Linked DNA regions of Mus musculus: all the other regions are linked to region 1. A link is a contact called in public HiChIP or PLAC-seq and promoter capture Hi-C data. All regions are on one chromosome and are shown on one strand. Each heading gives the region's core, a stretch centred on a gene start, on an enhancer-like site or on the middle of the called end of the contact. The rest is flanking DNA. Distances are from core to core; before and after follow the strand shown.

Evidence for each region. Promoter capture Hi-C pulls out the DNA fragments that hold promoters and counts their contacts. HiChIP or PLAC-seq counts read pairs in DNA pulled down with a chosen protein or histone mark.
Region 2: a contact with region 1 is called in a FOXA1 HiChIP or PLAC-seq map of pancreatic cancer cells. The contact joins two enhancer-like sites. A contact is called at or near these places in 5 of 115 datasets of contacts at active chromatin or transcription factors (astrocytes, embryonic forebrain, embryonic midbrain and 2 more).
Region 3: a contact with region 1 is called in a promoter capture Hi-C map of liver, with 3 times the contacts expected there. The contact joins the promoter of Barhl1 here to the enhancer-like site in region 1. A contact is called at or near these places in 2 of 39 promoter capture datasets (hippocampal neurons and liver), 1 of 484 Hi-C or Micro-C datasets (embryonic stem cells), 4 of 115 datasets of contacts at active chromatin or transcription factors (embryonic forebrain, embryonic stem cells and epiblast stem cells) and 1 of 9 other capture datasets (embryonic stem cells).

What each region holds. Positions count from the first base shown.
Region 1 is chr2:29,631,699-29,634,622 of GRCm38.p6, forward strand. All of the region lies in intron 1 of Rapgef1 (Rap guanine nucleotide exchange factor (GEF) 1), which reads left to right. Among named protein-coding and RNA genes, the nearest start is that of Rapgef1, 13 kb to the left of the region's middle. Within about 2 kb of position 1,498, at least 203 of the 459 cell types and tissues checked have an H3K27ac peak or open chromatin away from gene starts, as enhancers often do. A contact at or near this core is called in liver and pancreatic cancer cells, where this site is marked.
Region 2 is chr2:28,741,364-28,744,287 of GRCm38.p6, forward strand. It overlaps Ak8 (adenylate kinase 8), which reads left to right. Exons shown (of 13, transcript NM_001033874.2): 10 at 1,297-1,386. Among named protein-coding and RNA genes, the nearest start is that of Mir3088, 9.5 kb to the left of the region's middle. Within about 2 kb of position 1,543, at least 1 of the 459 cell types and tissues checked has an H3K27ac peak or open chromatin away from gene starts, as enhancers often do. A contact at or near this core is called in pancreatic cancer cells, where this site is marked.
Region 3 is chr2:28,914,992-28,917,915 of GRCm38.p6, forward strand. It overlaps Barhl1 (BarH like homeobox 1), which reads right to left and starts at 1,430. Exons shown (of 3, transcript NM_019446.4): 1 at 223-1,430. The coding sequence starts at 688.

The DNA.
Region 1 (2,924 bases), core at 248-2,747:
CAAAGAAAGGTGAAAACAGCCAGTGAGCTCATGAATATGCACAGAACTGTTAATCACCAGGGAAACCTATTCAAAAGCGCAGTGAGAACACGCCCCAACCAGGGATGGCTCACTTCTTTCTTTCGTTCTTTCTTTCGTTCTTTCGTTCTCTCTTTCTCTCTTTCTTTTTCTTTTTCTGTTTTTTGTTTGTTTGTTTGTTTGTTTGTTTGGTTGGTTTTTTTGTTTTTTTTTTGTTTTTTTGTTTTGTTTTGTTTTTTTTCGAGACAGGGTTTCTCTGTATAACTCTGGCTGTCCTGGAACTCACTCTGTAGACCAGGCTGGCCTGGAACTCAGAAATCCGCCTGCCTCTGCCTGAGTGCTGGGATTAAAGGCGTGAGCCCCCACGCCCGGCTGGAGAACATCTTGCAAAAAGTAAAACCTTAAATTGGCAGGACGTGAAGTCTAAGACCACAAGACTCACCACACAATACAGGAAGCAGGGTCTTGAAGAGAACCCTCCCAGTCCCTACCCACTCCCTTCCTCACCCCCTCCCTTCTCTCCATCTCTCCTCCTCCCTCCCCTCTATAGCAGCACTACTCATTATCACCTAGAGGTAGAGGCACCTCAGATGCTGTACAGGGGTGAATAGATAAACAAGCTGTTTCTCTCCATTGTGGAGTATTAGTCAGCCTTTAAAAAAGAGAAGTGTTGTCTGAAGTGCTACTCTGTAGATAAAACCTGAGGGCATTGTGCCAAGTGCAGTAAGAAGTCAGCGAAGCAAGCACCATGTGACTTCACTTTCATGGGATCTTAACTTGGTAAAAATGAGAATGATGAAGCCGAGTGGTAGGGGCTAGCTGAGGGGAGAGGTGGAGTTGGTGGTTACCAGACAGTCCACTTTGCATGGTGAAGATCTTGTGTAGCTGGTGATGATGCAGCATGGGGTTTGTGGTGGATCTAAGCATCGCATGGCTCAGGTAGTCACTTTAAACACATTTTACCACACTTGTTTTAATGGCATTCTGCCCAGAGCCCTATCCTCACACTCATAGGTTTCAAACTTTGCTATGGATACAAAAGTGTTAGCATTTATTTACCTAAACATATTTATTCTTAGATGTAGCTTTACACAATAAATTATGTCAAAACAGTTTTAAAACAGAAGTGTGTAGTGGCTTCATTAGTGACCATGTGTACTGCTTGATGGGCTGAGAGGGACTAGGTAAAGGGCCGTCTGGGTACAGTGGCTCCTCTGTTGGGTCTAGCCCTTGAGGAACCTGTGTGTTCAGGAACCCTTGAAGCCAGGGCAGATACTAGACCACTGGATAAGGTTCTTGCTACCATGTATCTGGGCTTTCCAACTCTGGTAGGCCCCCTCCCAGCCCCCTCCTCAGGGTCAGGCTCTGAGTCAAGCTATGCTCCTGGTTAATGGAAGTTTCAGGGTTCGAGTGTGTAGCTGGGCTTCACCTGAGGCTTGCCGTAGTCTGGCACAGAGTGCTGGGTGCTGTCAGCAGTTACTGAAGCCCAGACTTCTCAGGGTGCACACTGGGCAACTGTTCTGGTTGACGGTGCAGGCGGCAGGCACTGTGAACCTCTGGCTGGGTTCCAAGCTCTTGGCCACATTCCTAAGAAAATATGACTGGCTCATGGGAGGGGCAGAGGGAGGGGAATCTAGACGGAAGCAAGGCCAAGGCTTCCTCAGAAATTCCAGCCCTTCTGGGCCTGTTAGATGGACAGTACCTCTGCAGAGCTCAAAATTAAGATTACTAACTTAGTCTCTGGCCAATGGGTATCATTACAGGTTCCCGCAGTCCTGGTCCCTGGTGATAAGCAGGCAAATGTAAGATTGTTTCATAACACTTCTCAGGAAACAGATACTTTAGCAGAGTGGATTGTAAAACAGCACACTTGGAATCCAAAGTTAAGCTTCAAGAAAGTATATATCCAGGGACACACTGGAGCGTGATGACATCTTCTGCTGAGTTCCCAAGTGCCTGTTTTGTAGGAACTATGTCAGGAGGGGCTTGGATACCTACTCAGATCTGAGCTCCTTGCTACTGGAGCCCAGGCTGGTGCTGGAATCACAAGTGGGTGCCACCGTGCCTTATTGAGACACAGCGGTCCAAGAATTGGGTTCTGATCTTTGCTTATAAATGTTGCCCTGCTATGGCTTCACAGTAAGAAAATCAGTGAAGGCCCTTGTTCATGCAGACCTTCACAGGTGAAGTGTTTTCTGCTCCTCTTGGCCTGCTCCCGATTTCCTCAGGGTTCTGTTCCAGAACCCCACCCTCTCAGCATCCTGGGGCAGATAGGAAATACTGTCACAAACATAGACACACAGCTTGTATTGCAGAGGGACCAGGTTCCTCTGAGAGAACCAGCTCAGAAATATAGGCTTAGTTCTAGAGGGTTCTCATGAGAGTCTGAAATCTCCACTCTGTTCTTCCCACAAACATTTGTTATTTCCACATTCCTTTTACTCCAAGCTGGTAAGCATCGCAATCTGGAAGAGTTGGATTTGAAAACATTGAATGTGTGCAGACAACTAGAGTTCATCCTCCTAGGAGGATTAGGCAATCTTAACTTCCTATTCTTGGAGTAGATGGAGACAAGAATAGGATTTGTGTCAAATTAAGTCTCTTTTTAAAAATGTTTGTAATGCTCTTAAAAACATATAGTAGTACTTTGAGTGTGCGTGTGTGTGTGTGTGTGTGTGCGTGCGTGCGCAAGTGTGCATACACCTATGCATGTGGAGGTCAGAGAACAACGTGAAGGGGTCAGTTCTCTCCTTCCATCCTGTGGGTCCTGAAGATTGAAATCAGGCTGCTTGGATCATCAGGGCTTCAGTTTGATACCTAATAGCAATACTGCTGTCCCTCCTGGCAACAACGGTATTGGGAGGGCACAAGTGTGCGACTATTGTCATTCTGCTGTTCTAAGGGCA
Region 2 (2,924 bases), core at 293-2,792, 890 kb before region 1:
TTTGTGCTTCTATATTGAGAATTTTAAGTTCAGGGCCAGTAGGATGGCTCAGCGGGTAGCCACTGGCTCACAGGCCTCATGGCCTGAATTTTAGCTCCAGATCCAACAAGATGGCAAGGAAAAACGGACTCCTGAGAGCTTTTCTTTGACTTTCACACATGCTAAGATGAGACCCTGGCTTAAAGGAACAGGCAGAGCGTGATAAAGGAGACTGCTTGATGCTCTCTTCTGACCTTTGTACACACACACACACACACACACTGGAGCTGAGGAGTTGGCTCAGTGCTTAAGAGAATTTACAGGACCTGAATTTGGTTCCCAGTGCCCATGTCAGCTGGCTCGCAACTGCCTGTAACTCCAGTCCTAGGACATCTCAATTAGGCATCTTCTGCCCATATGTGCACAGATACACAGGTTTATGAATCATTAAAAAACAACCTCTGGCCAGGCAGTGGTGGCGAATGCCTTTAATCCCAGGATTTGGGAGGCAGAGGCAGGCAGATTTCTGTGAATTCAAAGCCAGCCTGGTTTACAAAGGCAATTCCTGGACACCCAGGGCTACACAAAGAAACCCTGTCTTAAAACAATTATGGCTTTGGCTAGGGATGAAGTCTTCTGGAGTTTGGGGTGTTTGTTTTTGCATTCAGAAGTCACTGACCAAACTCTCCCCCGTGCTGGCCATGGATTGGAGCACGAGACAGAGGAGGACCAGAGAGAAAAGGTCCTGCTGCAGTGCGCAGGCAGCCAGGGCAGTGAGGAACGTGGCAGCCAGCAGGCAGCTCAGGCAGAGTCTTAGTTATGAGTTAATGTGCAGAGGATATTCCTCGGTCCTTTCAGGAACACCCCCGCCCAGCTCCAGGGCCCTTGATGAACAGAAGGGCTGGGTTACCACCATGCTTCCCAGCCTCCCTGCATCAACACACTGTGAATGTGTCCCCAACTGCATGCCACTCCTCCACTGCAACCCAGAGAGCACCGAGTCTGTGTAGCAGTTCCAGGTACAGCCAGGGCCCTGCAGGGGCCTCCCTGTCAGCGACAGGCTCGTTAGTGTCTTCCCGAGTGGTCCATTCTTAATGCTCTCTGGCAAATGCATTCCTTTTCATTCTCCTTCTCCCTCTCTCCTCATTTCCAGGTTCCTTTTTTTGATATTTACTTTCCCTTGGACACCCCACACCCTTTTATATATTTTTTCCAGCGACCTTTCCCACCCCAGCAGGCAGTGTGAGCCAGAGTGCCTTTTCTCTCATCCTTCCTTGTATTTAAAATTTAACAGCGTCTCCCCTCTTTTCCCCTCAGTCAGCTGCGGGCAGCTGCTGAAGGAGGCTGTGGCAGCCAAGTCAAGCTTCGGGGAGCTCATCCAGCCATTCTTTGAAAAGAGGATGACAGGTAGGTAGACCACTCTGTCCACTAACCGCCTCAGCCCAGTGGCTCCAGGGCAGGTGCTCTGGCCACCCGTGGGCATAGGGAGGGGATACAGATGCGCCATGGCTGTGGCTTGTTTTTTAGGGAACACCGAGTGGCATCCACTCCTGGTCCCGTGCCAGGTGAGTCACTGACTGTTTAGACCATTTCATTTCTTCCTGGTTAGACGGTTTACAGGGCTTACAGAGTGGGGTACCCAGAGCAGCTGCTGGAAGCCAGAAGGTCCCTAATTTTACAAATTCCAGGATGAATTCCAGAGGAAAGCTTGATAGGGAAATGGTATCAAATAGTCTTTCCAGTTCCCCCGTGTTGTCAATACTAGGAAAGCATTCGTGAATCTGACTCTCCAGAAGAGCATCTCAGAAGAGTTCTCAGGCCAGCTTCCCGGGGCAGTGCACTGGGCGTGGTGATGCACACCCGCAGTCTCAGCACTTGGGAGGTGATGATCACTCTCAGCTACATTATGAATTTAAGATTAGCCTGAGCTGTGTGGGACCCTGCCTCAAAATAATAATGATGATAATAATAATGATGATGATGGCTAGTGAGATGGTTCAGCGGGTAAGAGCACTGACTGCTCTTCCCAAGGTCCTGAGTTCAAATCCCAGCAACCACATGGTGGCTCACAACCATCTGTAATGAGATCTGATGCCCTCTTCTGGTGTGTCTGAAGACAGCTACAGTGTACTTACATATAATAATAAATCTTAAAAATAATAATAATAGCAGCAGCAGTTGGAGCAAACACAGTGGTACCTGATGTGTGTCTGTGAGTTCCACTTCTGCCCCATGAGTGCCAAGTCTCACGCTGCAGATATTTGGACTGAATGAATGAACAGGATGCCAGAGTCAAGTAGGTGGATAGCTGTGGCTTTTGCCCTGTACCATGCTGTTCATGACTGCGTGAAAAACCAGCTCCCCACCCCCACCAGCAAGCACCTAGGAGATCAGACCCGAAGAGAATGAGCAAGCCAAGGTCACAGAGGTAACAGCAGCTGTGGGTGAACAGCAAACCTTGACCCTTTGTGCAGCGTGTCTACATGTGTCCCCCAAAATATGAAATTACAAAAAAAGGCAAGCATTTGATGAGTCTCTGAGTTCACATCCCTTGTGTTATTCTACGAAGTGTTTTCTCATGTATACTAGCTTGACAGCATGCTAGATTATCCATTGATGGATTGAAGTCACACCCATTGACCCTGGGGTATTGAATACTGTGCTGGTGTGGATGGCTACCTCAGCATGTGCCTGCTCCCTCCATCTCTTAGCTGCCTCTGGTTGTCACCACCATGTTTGTCTGTGGTTGGTGATGTAATGGACCTTGTAGTTCAAGATAACACAAGTTTATTTTATTATGGAGGTCAGAAATACTGAACTAAAGGGTTGTGTCCTGGCTCTGGCAAGAATGTACACCTGGCATCTAAAGGCTTCCTGTATTCCTTGGCTGCTAGGCCCTCCTCCCATTTAGAAGCAAAACAATGTAGCCCCTCCCTTTCTGCGTA
Region 3 (2,924 bases), core at 180-2,679, 720 kb before region 1:
AGTATCCTCCCCAGCTTCTCCGAGCCACACACGCTGAACTCTTTGTTGCTCCAGGACCTCAACCTTTGGAGCTGGTAGAGAGGTCTAGAGGAAAACCAACTCTCGGCCCCGGCCTGAGAGATCCTGGAGATGACTATGTTCCTGTCTCCAAGTGTGTGCTCTCAAGTTTTACATGTCACTTTTTAGAACCCACCCACCCCGCTTTTCCCCTTAGTTTCTTACCTTTGTACTCAGAGTCTGATGAAGCGCTGCTGACACTTTTGTCCAGCTTGTCTCGAAAGTCCTCCCCGGCCTTGGCCGCAAGGCGGCCCCCAGGCTCAGGGGCTGCAGGCTGCCCACTGCTAGAGTAGGGTGCACAGGCCGCGAGAGGTTTGCAGTCAGCAAGGATGTCCCTGATCAGAAAGGAGGAGGTGACAGTTCGCGACTGGGCTGGGGCTGAAAGCTGCCCCGGTTGCAGGTGAGAGTCCAAACCTGGGCCAGATGCTGCACCAGGCCGCGAGGTACTGGTCTCCAGACAGTCTCTTCCGGGCGAGGCTGGTGAAGAGCAGTCGCTACTGCTCTCTGAGCGTGGACTCAGCTCCAGGGGTGAACGGCAGTCCCCAAGCAAGGGGTCCCCCTTGGGAAGGGCGGGGCTGCCCGCTCGGTGGGAGAGAATGGAGTCAATCCCAAAGCCATTAGAGCCTTCCATAGCCAAGCTGCAACCTGTCCTCCCCAAAAGCTCCCCACCCACCCCCAACCCCAGCCGCCGCTGCCCCTGCCCCTAGCTGCGGGCTGGCATGGGGAAGGCGGGCAGGGAGCCTGTGGGCACCTTGGACGGAGTTCAGCCTTGGGGGAGCCCGGGAGCTCTGGGCCAACCTCCTCTGCGCATTACATCCAAAAGGGCTCAACGCGTCTTCTGCAGCACCGCGCCGAGCCGCCGAGCCGAGGGGGGGTGGTGGTGGGAGTGTCAGGAGGAATGGGAGGAGGGCGCGCCAAGTTGGGGAGAGCCAAAGGGTAGAAGAACGGCCCGAGGATCCCTTAGGCACAGAAGAAACACGAGGTTGATGGAATCTGAATAAAGATCGTCTTTTGAAAAAACAAAATCCAAACCGCACGCTTCCTCCAGGCAAACGGTAGCCCAGGGCAGGGGTCAGCACGGCCGATAGCAACCGGCCGGGGCCGCGTTACGGGCAGGCAGAACAGAGCGCACCTGGAGGCCTCAGCACCGCGGACAGCGACAGCGGCCCCGGGATCGAGCAGCCCCACCTGGCCCCGGAGCTCCTGCTCGGCCCCGCCAGCACCGTGGACAGCGCCCTGCGGCTCCCACCGCAGCTCTCACCTGTCCTCCGCGCGCGCCTTCGCCGCCACCCCCACTTCCTTTAAAAAAAAAAAAATCGAACTTGGGTCACTTTTACTTTAGGACTGGCTTTTTTGTTGTTGTTGTTGTTTCTCTCTCTCTCTCTCTCTCTCTCTCTCTCTCTCTCTCTCTCTCTCTCTCTCCTTTTTTTTTTTCGTTGTGTTGTGTTTTTTTTTTAAAGGGGACTCACCCACGTGTCCCCGGAGTGATGACGCTGATTGGTTCGGGCCGATTTTGGGGGTGATGTCACGTCTCTACAACCCGCGGCCCGATTCTTTTCCAGTTTGATTAAAAGAGACACTGAATTAATTACAGCACAGACCTAACTATTTACCGGCGATTTCCACACAGTTTGCTTTCATTAGGTCAGCGATGACGCCTCTAATGAAGATGATTAGCCAAGGGGGGCAGGGACCGACCGGTGGGAGGAGGGCCAGCTGGGCTGCGTGGCCTGGAGTTTGGATGTTGGGCCTTGAAAGCCTTCTCCTGAGCTTGTCCACAATTATTCCAACTACTTGACCGAACCGGGATCCTATCTACATCCCCTTTCTTCCTCCTAATTTCCCTTCCTCATCCCACAAAATGGCAGCATAACCCAGTGGAGAAAAGACGTGGATGTGTAGGGAATCCTTTTCCTAGTACAAGAAGCATTTAAAATTTTATTTTCAGGGTGTTTTGCTTGGGTTCTAGGTCTCTTCACTCTCTCTCTCTCTCTCTCTCTCTCTCTCTCTCTCTCTCTCTCACACACACACACACACACACACACACACACACACACGCCATGTAGAACACCACAATTCTCTCCTTGCCTCTGGGCCTACTGGGCCTGCAGAAGGTTAGGACTGATGTCTTTTGGAAAAGAGACCAGAGTGAGGCCTAATTCGGAGGCGAGAGCTGAACCGTGGGAAAGATCAAGTCTGGAGCGTTAAGGGGACCCACGGATTTGACTGTGGCCTGAGCGAGGCGGCACAAGAAACAAGGCAGTGACCTCTTCATCCCCAGTCAGTGGCCTCTCTAGGGCGTATGTCCTGAGAAGCTAGTGTTTTTTGGATAAGTGTGTGTGTGTGTGTGTGTGTGTGTGTGTGTGTGTGTGTGTGTGATGTACCTTTAGACAGGACAATGCAAGTTCTGAGCTAGCACGAGGATGTCTAAGGCCGACCGTGGATAGCCTGGACTCTTCTTTCAAGGCAGTGCTAAAAATGAAGATTGGGACTTTCCCTCTTCGCCCTCCGGACCGCGCTCTAGTTCCGCTCCTTTGTGGGATCAGCCACTGCTAGTGCAGGGGCCCCGGTCTCCAAGTAGCTGCAACGGGTCAGGGGCCTGGATTCTCTGGGCTCAGCTCCAGGGTGGACGGTGCCCTGGTCTGCGAGAGAGCGGAGTTGCGCATCTGGGCAGCAGGGGCCCCGCGGCTCGCGGGGAGTCCAGACTTTCCTCTTCGGCTCGCCCCTAACCCTCGTTCTTGGCCCCTGGGAAACTATCCGTGGCCCGCGTCCGGCTCGGCGACCAAGGCCGCCGTAGAATCGTTCAGCGCCGCAGCCCGCAAACGCGATCTCGGCCGGGAGTGGCCCCTCGAAGCGAGCAAAACGGA